Regions from separate parts of the Gossypium hirsutum genome. Here region 2 is linked to region 1. The links are chromatin contacts, called in public Hi-C maps. All regions are on one chromosome and are shown on one strand. The core of a region is the stretch at or near the end of the contact, and the rest is flanking DNA. Distances in the headings are between cores, read along the strand shown.

The links. A called contact is a pair of places that touch in the nucleus more often than the background predicts.
Region 2: a contact with region 1 is called in a Hi-C map of leaf, with 2.2 times the contacts expected there. The contact joins the promoter of LOC107934632 here to the promoter of LOC107934631 in region 1. A contact is called at or near these places in 10 of 34 Hi-C or Micro-C datasets (anther, callus, hypocotyl and 1 more).

Annotation. Positions count from the first base shown.
Region 1 is chrA06:125,231,488-125,237,290 of Gossypium_hirsutum_v2.1, reverse strand. LOC107934631 reads right to left here and starts at 2,199. Exons shown (of 5, transcript XR_005928941.1): 1 at 408-2,199; 2 at 214-280.
Region 2 is chrA06:125,475,527-125,480,876 of Gossypium_hirsutum_v2.1, reverse strand. LOC107934632 (probable receptor-like protein kinase At1g80640) reads left to right here and starts at 2,207. Exons shown (of 10, transcript XM_016867106.2): 1 at 2,207-2,638; 2 at 2,791-2,961; 3 at 3,067-3,317; 4 at 3,728-3,860; 5 at 3,959-4,022; 6 at 4,105-4,201; 7 at 4,290-4,389; 8 at 4,519-4,637; 9 at 4,723-4,812; 10 at 4,892-5,212. The coding sequence starts at 2,503. The coding sequence ends at 5,017.

The sequences.
Region 1 (5,803 bases), core at 950-3,449:
AACTCAATCACCTCACAGACCATCAATTCAACATAAATCCTTAACACTACAAACTTTACCATTCATAGATGTTCATATAACCAATAATCATCAATGTAAATTCTACAAATTACTCAATTCAAACAATCTATACCATGTATCGAACACTCATACAGCTTCATGATTGATACAATTATTAGGCAATTAAAATGCAAATAAACATAAGAAGTTTACCTGTGATTCGCTTGAATTAGCCAAAATACGACTCAAAGGCTCTCCTTTCAACAAAATCACAAGCAACCTATCAATGTCCCAACCAAGAACTTTACAAACAACCAATCCAAAAGCTCTATTGGTTGTCTTACACTTTGTTTTCGAAATCGACATATAATGCTGTACAAGTCCAACACACACTTGAAATTTCTTACCTAAATTTTTTCACCAATGCCACCACAAACCAAGCAAAAGAACTCACATTTCTCATGATTCTCCTCATAGTAGCCCCTCAACTCACTGTTATTCACAAAAATTCTCATAAAAAACATGTCTACTTCATTCTTTTCTTCTTCTTCTTCATTAAAATCATCATCATCACCATCATCGTTTTCTTCATCACGAACCCTGTTCTTGAAAAACTCTTTGCAACTGTTAAGAACCTTGTTTTGCATTTGCATATTGGCAAACCTGGCTTGGTCTTCAATTGAAACAGGTCTGATCGTGGGGTCTGGTTTAAACTTGGGTTCTGGCCATCCAAGAGAGGAAGGTGATGTTGGTTTCAGAAAGACTGACCAGACCAACCCAGGGTCAGGTTAGGGTTCTGTTTGTTTGACGGCAACCAGTAGATCAGGGTGCAAAGGATGGGTGAGGAGGAAAGAGAATGAGAAGGGGAAGGGGAAGGGGAAGAGGAAGAAGCTTCAGGTAAGTTTACTGGGGAAGAAAACCTTTGGAAAACGTCTTACCAAAATAAAATCGGTAAGACATTTTACTAAAATCAACGCTTCTTTTCCCGTTTTTTGTAAAAGGTTTTACAATGAGAAATTATTTTTAGCCAACCAAACATGGGAAAAGGCTGAAAAGCTTTTTCGTAAAAGCTTTTACCCCTAAACAAACGCAGCCTTAGTTCCTAGTGTTTTCCTCATTTGAGCTCATAAAATGCTCATAAGCCCACTCCACTATGGATATTGTTGGGGTTTTGACAACAGCAAAAGAAGAGAACAAGACAGAGAACAAAGGAGCAAGAAACTTGACATAATTTACATGCTCACAAACCTGCAGCAGGGAAGCAATCTGCTTTACACAACTGATATGCTTTCTCATTCAATATGAAAACAATACACTTATAATCAAAATACATCACCAAATATTCAACTAATCCCACTAATCAACATTGAGACTATCAAAACATTACTTGTACACATGAATAAGCTGACTTATCAGCTCAATCATCACCTAAACCCATCAAAACATCAACAACTAAGTTCATTTTCAATCAAACTAAATTACATTGCAACTAAAATAGAAAATATGTTGCTGCAACATGCACAATTACTGCGGCATGTATACAAGCTGTATGCACTCAACAAAATCATCATATTGGCATGCATTTTAACAAAAACATAACAGCAACATGGTTGGCCATTTTTAACAGATATAAATGTCTCAATGACAGCAGACGAGTATTGATCTCCAGGCATGTCATTTTTTAGGATTATGTGTTTCCTTTTGAAGAGCCTTCACAAATTCCAATTTAACTAGGCATGGTCAGTTTTGGTTTCAGTCTCTACAAGTTTTTCCTTCGATTAAGCACTCATTTGAGGTATCTTCAAGTCAACGCAGCTCTCCTTCAGAGACATAAGATTCAATATTACCTTCCACTGGTAATGCTCATTATTTTAGTTCTCTTGTGGACTAATTTTTTCTCCTAACAGATCCGATACAATATCAGTTGTTCCTACCATGCCTTCCGAGACTCCCCATGAAGCAATTCAAGAGCCTTGCTGAGTATTAATTAACACTCACTCCATTATCACAAGAAACAGGAAGGAGAGTTCAAACATAACATTTATTTGACTACTAATGATCAAGCAATCCTGCATAGAAGGAGGCTGTTATGGTTGAATATAATGCCCTTATTGCTAAAGAACTCGGTCACTTGTAACTTTTCCTCCTGGAAAGAAAGCAATAGGGTGTAGGTGGTTGTTCAAAGTAAAAATGCAAGGTTGGTTGGCAAAGGGCATGCTCAAGTTTAAAGTTAAGATTTTCTTGAGACTTACAGTCATGTTATTAAATCTTCTACTTTTAACGTATTGATTACTTTAGCCTTAACTAACCATAGATTTTTTCTTTTATTGAAATCTAGATTAGTGGAGAAATTTTAGATAAAGTAATTGGAAATATGGGCTTTGGTTGTTCTCATCGTGTTGAACTTAGAGGTTAATTATTTTGAAGGGTTTTGGGTGGCATGGAAAAATTCAATCTCTTAGGAGGTGATTAAAACCAAAATTCAAACATGTAGCAATCTTCTTTCTTAAAATTCAAACATGTAGCAATCTTCTTTCTTATTGTTGTTTATGGGAGTCCCTATAGATTGAGAGGAGACTGATGTGGGAGTGTCTCCATCTGATAACAGAGAATATGTCTGACCCATGATTGATTGCAAAGGATTTAAATTTTATTCTAAATAGCTTGGAAATGAAATGTGGAGTTGATAAATTTAATATTGGTCATACTTTATATTAAGATTTCTTATTTCAGCATAATTTGCAAGACATGGAGTTTGTTAGTCCAATGTTTGCATGGAACAAAGGTAATTTGGTAGACAGATTAGATTGGGTTGTGTATAATGTTCTATGGGATGAGTTGTTTCCGAATTAAGTAGTCCATCATTTACACAAGCTTAAATCTTATCTTAGACCTTTCTCTGTTAATATAGAGAGGTAAGATCAGAATTGCTTAATAGCTCTTTTCAATTGTTTTTGTTTAGGTTTCTTTCTCATCTACTACAACAAATTTATGTATTAGTGGCATAGGAAATAGTCACTGATAATTACATTTATGTCTTTATTTGTATTTAGTGACACAAAATTCATTGTCACACTAAAGGTTAAAAGTGATGATTTATCACTATTTGTCATATTGTTGAAAGTATGGTGACGATAATGTATACTGCCACCTTGTAATTAGTATTTGTGACAACAAACTATGTCATCATATTATATAATATTTATCACTGACCATTGGTATCATTACCAATAATGAATAACATTCAATGCATAAGTGACGGGATTGTCACGATATTAATGACATTATATTTTGTCACAATATAATGTCATTAATGACAATAATGTAAAATGTCACCTTTTAATAAGTATTTGGTGAGAGATAATTTTGTCACCAAATTATACACTAATTTGTCATTTGATTTGTCATCAGTAAGGAAATAATATTCAACTTATAGTGACAAAATAAACTTAGTCACATAATTAATGACGGAACGTATCGTCATCTAATATGCTAAAATTGTGTCATTAAAATTTTATTTCATGTTAATTTAAAACCATCAAATTGAGCCAACTGAATCTTAGCTCGATTGACATGGCCATTGTTGCCAATGCAGGAAGACGTAGGTTCGAGTGCATTAAAGCCCATTATCCTTCTATTTATGGATTGGGGAGGGGCCAAGCATTGTGTCAAAAAGAATAGATATGATTAAAACCTATAATGGGAATATTTAAAAAAAAACTTCAATTTAATATGACATTATTATCATCACCTAAATTGAAACAATAAAAATTTATCAACTTAGAAGTATAATAATCAAAATCAAAGTTCTATGAATTAGATGAACTTAGAGCATCCTAAATTTTACTTTCAAAAATTTCAACTGTATTATATTTTTACAAGTTGGACCGGCTTCCTATCACCTTTTCTGACTAGCCCAATTTATTGAAAACTCTCATTCCCTTGATTACTTTTCAAAAACAACTTGGTTGCTACCAAGAATTCAATAAATGGAAATCCAGTACTAAACACCAAAGAAATTTTCTTCCTCTATGGTCATGTCAGGTAAATAGCAATAAGAAAAGGCTAAAAATGGAAAATTATGGATATATGCTAAATTTTAAACAAAATTAGGGATTTAGGCAATTTTTGTAAAAAAATAGAGAAATATGCCAGTTTGGGAGAAAGAAGGCAAAAACACACCGTGTAAGAAGCGTTTTCAGGTGACGTAACATAGGGCAAGGCAAAAATGCATCCTGTAGGATGCGCCTTCAAGTGACATGGAGAAGAGGGTGAAAACGTGTCCTACAGGGTGCCTTTTTGCCCTATCTCGTGCCATTTTAATTCTGAAAGCTCAATAATCCTAAGATAAAATTTCTGAAACCTGAGAATCCTAGGATAAAATTTACTTCTCATCTTTCCGTGGCACAATTGGAATGTTTAGAAAATTTTTAGAAAAATGAATCTTGTTAGAAGCGCTTTTTTTACTTATCATGTCCAATCTTTTCCAACATTTTGAAATTATGTTTTATATTCGATATTAAAGTTTCCTATAAAATGAAGATTGATGTGGAGAGGTTTTTATAGTTAAATTTCGAGTTGAAGATTTGTATAAGGAGAAGATTGTTGATGTTAAACATTTAAAGTTTAAAAATCAACCCAACAAAGTAAATTAGTTCAAGTAACTGTCGTTGTTTGAATTTAGTTAATGAGTACTTATTTTTCTATATAATGTTTTCATTTTAAACATGTGAAACATGGGTTTTTTACAAAGATGAGTAAATGAATTAAAGCCGTTACTTATTACAATGGTCAAATTTGTGAAACTGACATTGGGGTTGTTTTTGTAATATCCCAATCTACAGAACTGGCTTTCAACTGAAGCATAAAATTGAATAAGCTCTGGTCAAGAATTAAAAGGAAAGTCTCGACTTCAAGCTGGAGGTGAATTTCGAGCTTGAAATATAAATATCTAATGTCAATGAACCCTGTTAGATATGATACATTTGAGATCAAAGGTAACATAGATGTCGAGGCAATGCTCAATATGCATTACTCTAGTGAAAATGCTATACTAGAGTTATATGTCTAGTTTGTCGATATCCAGGAAGGTGGTCCGAGCTCGACAACAGATTTAATAAATTTGTTTTGGGAACAGGAAAAAGAAAGTCCAACCACATAGTTGTACAGTGGTTTCACAGCATTGTTACAAATCTCGTATCAGGAAATTTCGAAATCATCAATGGGAAAGCATTCATTGGGTTCAACCCTCGATTTCAACTTTGGCGTACAATCAGGATTAGTTCTTAACCTGAACTTGGAGACCTCGGCATGACATTCTGTGAGCACTTTTGATTTCAACTTCAGAATGTCAATGTTCTATGTTGGAAACACTTATTCGAGTATGCCATCAAGTTACATTGGTGGGCAGTCCACAAGTAATATTGGTTTTAACATAGGGTTTACGAGAATGGATGATGTACTCCTTACAACCTGCACCGACGAAGGGACATCCTTGGACATGCAATTGGGGTTGAAAATGAAGAGGAATCTAGAACTGATGATGATCCAATTCGGGAATCTAGGCCAAATGGTTCGAAAAATTGCATTGTTTTTTGAACCAGAGGTTGTTCTTACTGAACCAGTGAGGAGTGGTTTTGATAGTGAAAGGTCCAGACAATGCTAGAGGCGTTGATCCAGATTTTACAACATATGAACCTCCACCCAGCATGCTTAATGTGGACCTTAATGCTGAAGAAAAAAAGGAAAATGGAGAAAAAAATGAATAAATAAATAAAAGGAAAACACGCAAAAAAATTAAGTA
Region 2 (5,350 bases), core at 958-3,457, 240 kb before region 1:
ACGTGACCATGTGACAGGCTGTATGAAAGGTTCTAGGCCATGTGAGAAGCGAAAACCTAGGGTTTCAGGGGTGGCATGGTCATGTGTGTGGTCGTGCAGTCCACACGGGTAGCCCACATGCCCATGTGGTAGGCCGTGTGGTCTAGCTGGGTTCAGTTTTACCTCGATTTTCTCGTAAAAAAAAACACATCTGACTTTTAGGGTCTCAAACAACAATCCTCACATCCAAATTTGATTTAGGATACCTACAACGGGTCTTTCGATTGACAAATATGTAAGAATTAATATCAACTTTCAAGATTTATCGTAATTATCAAGATTATCGGAAAAACTCGTAAAAGATTCGAAATCAATTTTGGAAAATTGTCAAGAACGATGTTATTCAAGAATTCTAGGGTTCTTCTTAATTAGAAATAAGAATGCTTACCGATTTTGGCACGTTATAAATGAAATTGACATCGTTACTCTAAATCGACATGAAGAACATATTAAACAAGGTTGATTTCGGGTTCGGGTTTCAAAAATAAAATTTCCATTAAAAGAATATGGAGAATTTTATGAAAAAGAAAAGAGGAAATAAAAGAAAAATATGTATTTAACGAAGAGAAATACTAATTAGGGTTGAAAAAGAAGTAGAAATCCACATGTGATTAGGAAAAATATGAATTAAATAGTTAAGGTTTTCACACTTTAAGGGCTGATTTGGGAAATAAACCATTATACCAAAATTTAAAACAAATGGAAAAGAATTCACATGATTTGAACCTGATGCAAGGGGGAATTATACTAAGGCCTTACCATTTGGAATACTATCCATTCTTAATTATTTTCTACTACATTTATATGTATACTAACTTGATTTTGTTCCTTAATTACTGAAAAAATAAAGGGAAATGGAAAGAGTGAAGCTCAAACCTTGGTTCTCTAGAGAATTTTCTAAGCTCTCTACTACCTAAATTGTTAATTCTAACCTTATAATTTTTGGGGTGTTACATACTTACTTATCTTATTCAACATTTTTTTTTGAAAATTTTATGTTAAGTAAAAAATTAAAATTAAAATTAAAATAATTATTAAATATTGATTTTCAATGGTTTATCAAACATATTTCTTTATCTAATTTTTATTTTTATTAAAAAATTCTATAAAATTATTTTTATTTATAAATTACCAAACGTGTTTAAATATTTAATTTTCAAGTGATTGAAATTTTTTCATCCGGTTATCAAATAATCCTGAACTTTTTATTAAAAAAAAGTATCTATTTTTAATTGTAATTTTCCTTTTGAAATTTAATTATTATTATTTTTTCAAAACACCTTTTGAATGATTGAATATCTATACGCAAGTCCAGTTAGATGAAATAGAAAGAGTCAAAATAGTGTACTAATTTGTTTTGTAACCAAACTGAAAATCTAATTTTTTTTCCCGAATCAAAATTTTATTTAAGAATACTGATAGATAATAAAAACAGTATGTATCGATTGTCCCGTAGGGACCAGATGAACACTACCTAGCTAATAAGGAATGTAGCTGAAATTTTTTTTAAAAAGGTTAAATTCCGCCATTAAGTCCTTATACTTTATAGAATTTGTGAATTTAGTCCCTATATTTTAATTTGATCAATTTGAGTCCTTTTCATTCTTGAATTGATGAATTTTAGTCTCTATACTTTTTGAGTTTTAGAATTTTAGTCTTGACTCAAACAGTAACAATTAAATTCGTTTGGTTAAATTACTAGTCTTTTACTTTGTGTATAGTAGTAGATTTAATTTATATTCTCTAGTTCGATCATTCTAAGTCCCTATACTTTTCAATTTTTAAAATTTTAATCCATTAATTGAATTTTTACTAAGTAATATATGGAAATAATAAGCTGGCATGCCATCACATATATGATAATATGTTTGCAGTATTATATTTTAAAAATAGCAGAACTTAACTGAATGAATTCAATAATTGCTGTTTGGTGATGATTGAAATTTTAAAAGTAACCAAATTAAAATATAGGATCTAAATCCATAACTTTCACAAATACAGGGACTGATAGTAAAATTTAACCGAAAACAAAAAGGAGTGATGTTCCATTTCCCTTTCTTAGCTTACTACCATTATCCACATCCATTTCCAACTGTCCATCCAAAGCAAACTCACATAACTTCATAAATTTTTTCTCTTTTTCATAACTGCCACACATGGATACACTTCACTTTTGTCTATATCCCCCATCTCTGCCCTTTTCTCTCTCTTTAACACACATTCACACAAAAAGTGACAAAATCAATTAGATTATAGGTATTTAATTGAATAAGAAAGATCTCTCCTTTTCTACTTTTTTCTTCTTCCTTTTTCTCTTTTTTTCTTGGTTTGCTTGCAACAATACTGACCACTTTTTGTCTCCATTTTCTTACATTTTCTTTTTCCAAAGAAAGGGTATTTTTTTTCTTAGATTCAAAAGTGAAACAGCAAACATCTTTCTTCTCTTTGTCTTAGTGGAGAGACATGAATCTTCTCTGTCTGTTATTACTTCCCATGTGGCAATGTTTCTTATCTTTGTTATCACTTGTAATTCTTGCTAGAACCACACCTGTCTCCACTGTTTCTTCCTTTTCTTCACAAATGGAAGCTGTTTCCCCAGGTATTTCTTCTTCATTGCTCTAAATGCTTTACCACAATTAGATGCTTTGCATTGGGATTTAGACCATTTGAGATTTTTGGGAAACTAGGGATAAGTGCTAGCTTCATCAAAAACAATATATAATGCTTAACGCTATGTTAATGGTAAAGCAGGAATGGCAGTGATTAAAGTAGTGCACCATCAAGATTTGAACAAGAGAATCCTTGTTACTCTAATTGTTGCTTCCACTCTCCTTTGTGGGATATTGCTCTTTTTGTTATATTTCTGGATTTGTAGACACAAAATCATGAAGAATTCCAATGGGGAAGCCAAACGGAATCTGGGTATCTTTTTGTCTTACTCAATCACCTTTGTGTTTTGGTCTCAAAGTCTTGTCTGTTGATTGCAACTATGTTCTTTGTTTTGGTTTTTTAATATGCAATCTGAAGAACCTACAAAAACACTTTCGTTGAGTCCAATTGTGGATCAGTTTAATTCATTACCAATGGCTAGCAAAAAGGGTTCAGTAGCTGTTATTGAGTATCGGTTATTGGAAGCTGCGACGAACAATTTCCGGGAAAGTAATGTTTTGGGTCAAGGCGGTCGTGGACGTGTTTATAAAGCATGTTTTGATGGGAAATTTCTTGCTGCTGTGAAGAAATTAGATGGTGGAGGACATAATGTTGAAAGAGAATTCGAGGTGATATTTTGTTGCAAAATTGAACTTGATATGAATACAGTCTATTGAGGGTCGGGAGAAGTCTTCCAAGTCAGGCAGCCGACTGAACCAGAGTGGTACCATATCCCTCAACAAGTGACTTATACCCCATAGGTCAGGGGTTCAAACCCCACTACAGTCGAGCAGCTCCCGGCTCTGTGAACCAGGCTCTCAGGACAGCTGCTCATGCCACGCTGACTCTCGGCAGAGCACAAGAGACAAAATCCTCTCCTAGAAGAAAATACTTTAGTTTATTGGAGGACTGGATCGGCTGTCAAGTGAATGACACTTAGAAGACTTCTCCCAAAGGAGCTGATCTCCCCTCGACATAGTCTCTTTCGGATCTAATGTCTTTCCCCAGCCTTTATTCGATATTCATTGAATGTGTGCAGAATGAGGTCGATTGGATGATCAAAATCCAGCATCAGAATATAGTTTCACTATTGGGATATTGTATCCATGGTGAATCAAAGTTACTTGTTTATGAAATGATGCAAAATGGTTCTTTGGAGAGTCAATTACATGGTATAAACTCTGTTTCTTATTTGAAACTAACAATGTGGAAGAAGCTAAAATATATTGTCTTTGATCTAATTTCATCGATTTCGTTTTGGACATTACAGGACCGACTCGAGGATCAGCTTTAACTTGGCAACTACGGATGAAAATCGCAATCGATGTTGCAAGGTGAAACTCTGAGCCAATTATGTTTTAATCTCTAATTTGTTGCTATAACATGGTTCTAAATTTTTTCATTGATCTCTGATAGAGCGTTAGAATATCTTCACGAGCACTGTAATCCACCAGTTATTCATCGAGATATTAAGTCATCTAACATTCTTCTGGACTCCAATTTCAATGCTAAGGTAACATTATGTACGATGCTATCACTAACAAACCTCGTCTTTGCATACCTTTGCATATATGTTAACCAGAATGGTTTCCGTTACTTAGCTGTCGGATTTTGGCCTTACTGTGGTTACTGGATCTCAAAACAAAAACGTAAAGTTGTCAGGAACGTTGGGGTATGTAGCTCCAGAGTACCTCTTAGAAGGTAAGCCAAAGTTCCACATTGTTAACACATAACTAAGTCCAAATGAAATCTGTTCCATTTTCTGGTCCAGAGTACCAATTTTGGTCTCGATTTTTATTTCAATAGTAACAAAGAGTGTTTTCTTCTCAGGCAAATTGACTGATAAAAGTGACGTATATGCTTTCGGAATCGTCCTGCTAGAGCTGCTAGTCGGAAAGAAACCGCTAGAGCAAATGTCACCATCTCGGTGCCAATCGATCGCCACTTGGGTAATTTTCTTTCAACCTAAGATTTACCTCTAGGAGTAATTGTTTTACCGTATGTTGAACTTCATATTATTTGCTATTTTGACAGGCGATGCCCCAACTTACCAACAGATTGGAACTTCCGAATATGGTGGATCCATTAATAAGAGACACAATGGATTTAAAGCACCTATATCAGGTATATCGAAAAGAATACTCGTGTTGTCATATGACCTCGATCTGGTCTTAAAAGTTGATTCATATTGTGTACTGAATAGGTCGCTGCTGTTGCTGTGCTGTGCATACAACCTGAACCGAGTTATCGGCCATTGATAACTGATGTCCTGCATTCTCTCATCCCTCTTGTGCCTATGGAACTCAGAGGTTCGTTAAGAGTTACATAAGCTGTCCTTCCTTCTTCCTCGGCCTCTCTTTCGTGATGATTATACGAACTGCTTCTTTTGGTACAAGATTACAATGTAAAGTGATGTAAAATCAATAATTTCATGTCTCTTTGATACATCTTTCTAATACAGATAGTTAGAACAGAAAAACTCCTTTCATAACTTCAATAAGAAAGTTATGTTCCATTCTCTTCAGCATTGTGATTAACAATTTTATCGCACTGTCAACTGTTAGTGTCGTGGTGTATTTGTTGACACCTAATCTCGGGTTCTAACCTTGAAAACCGCTTTCCCCTATACTCAAAGGTATTAGTAAGTTTATCTTTTGGTCAC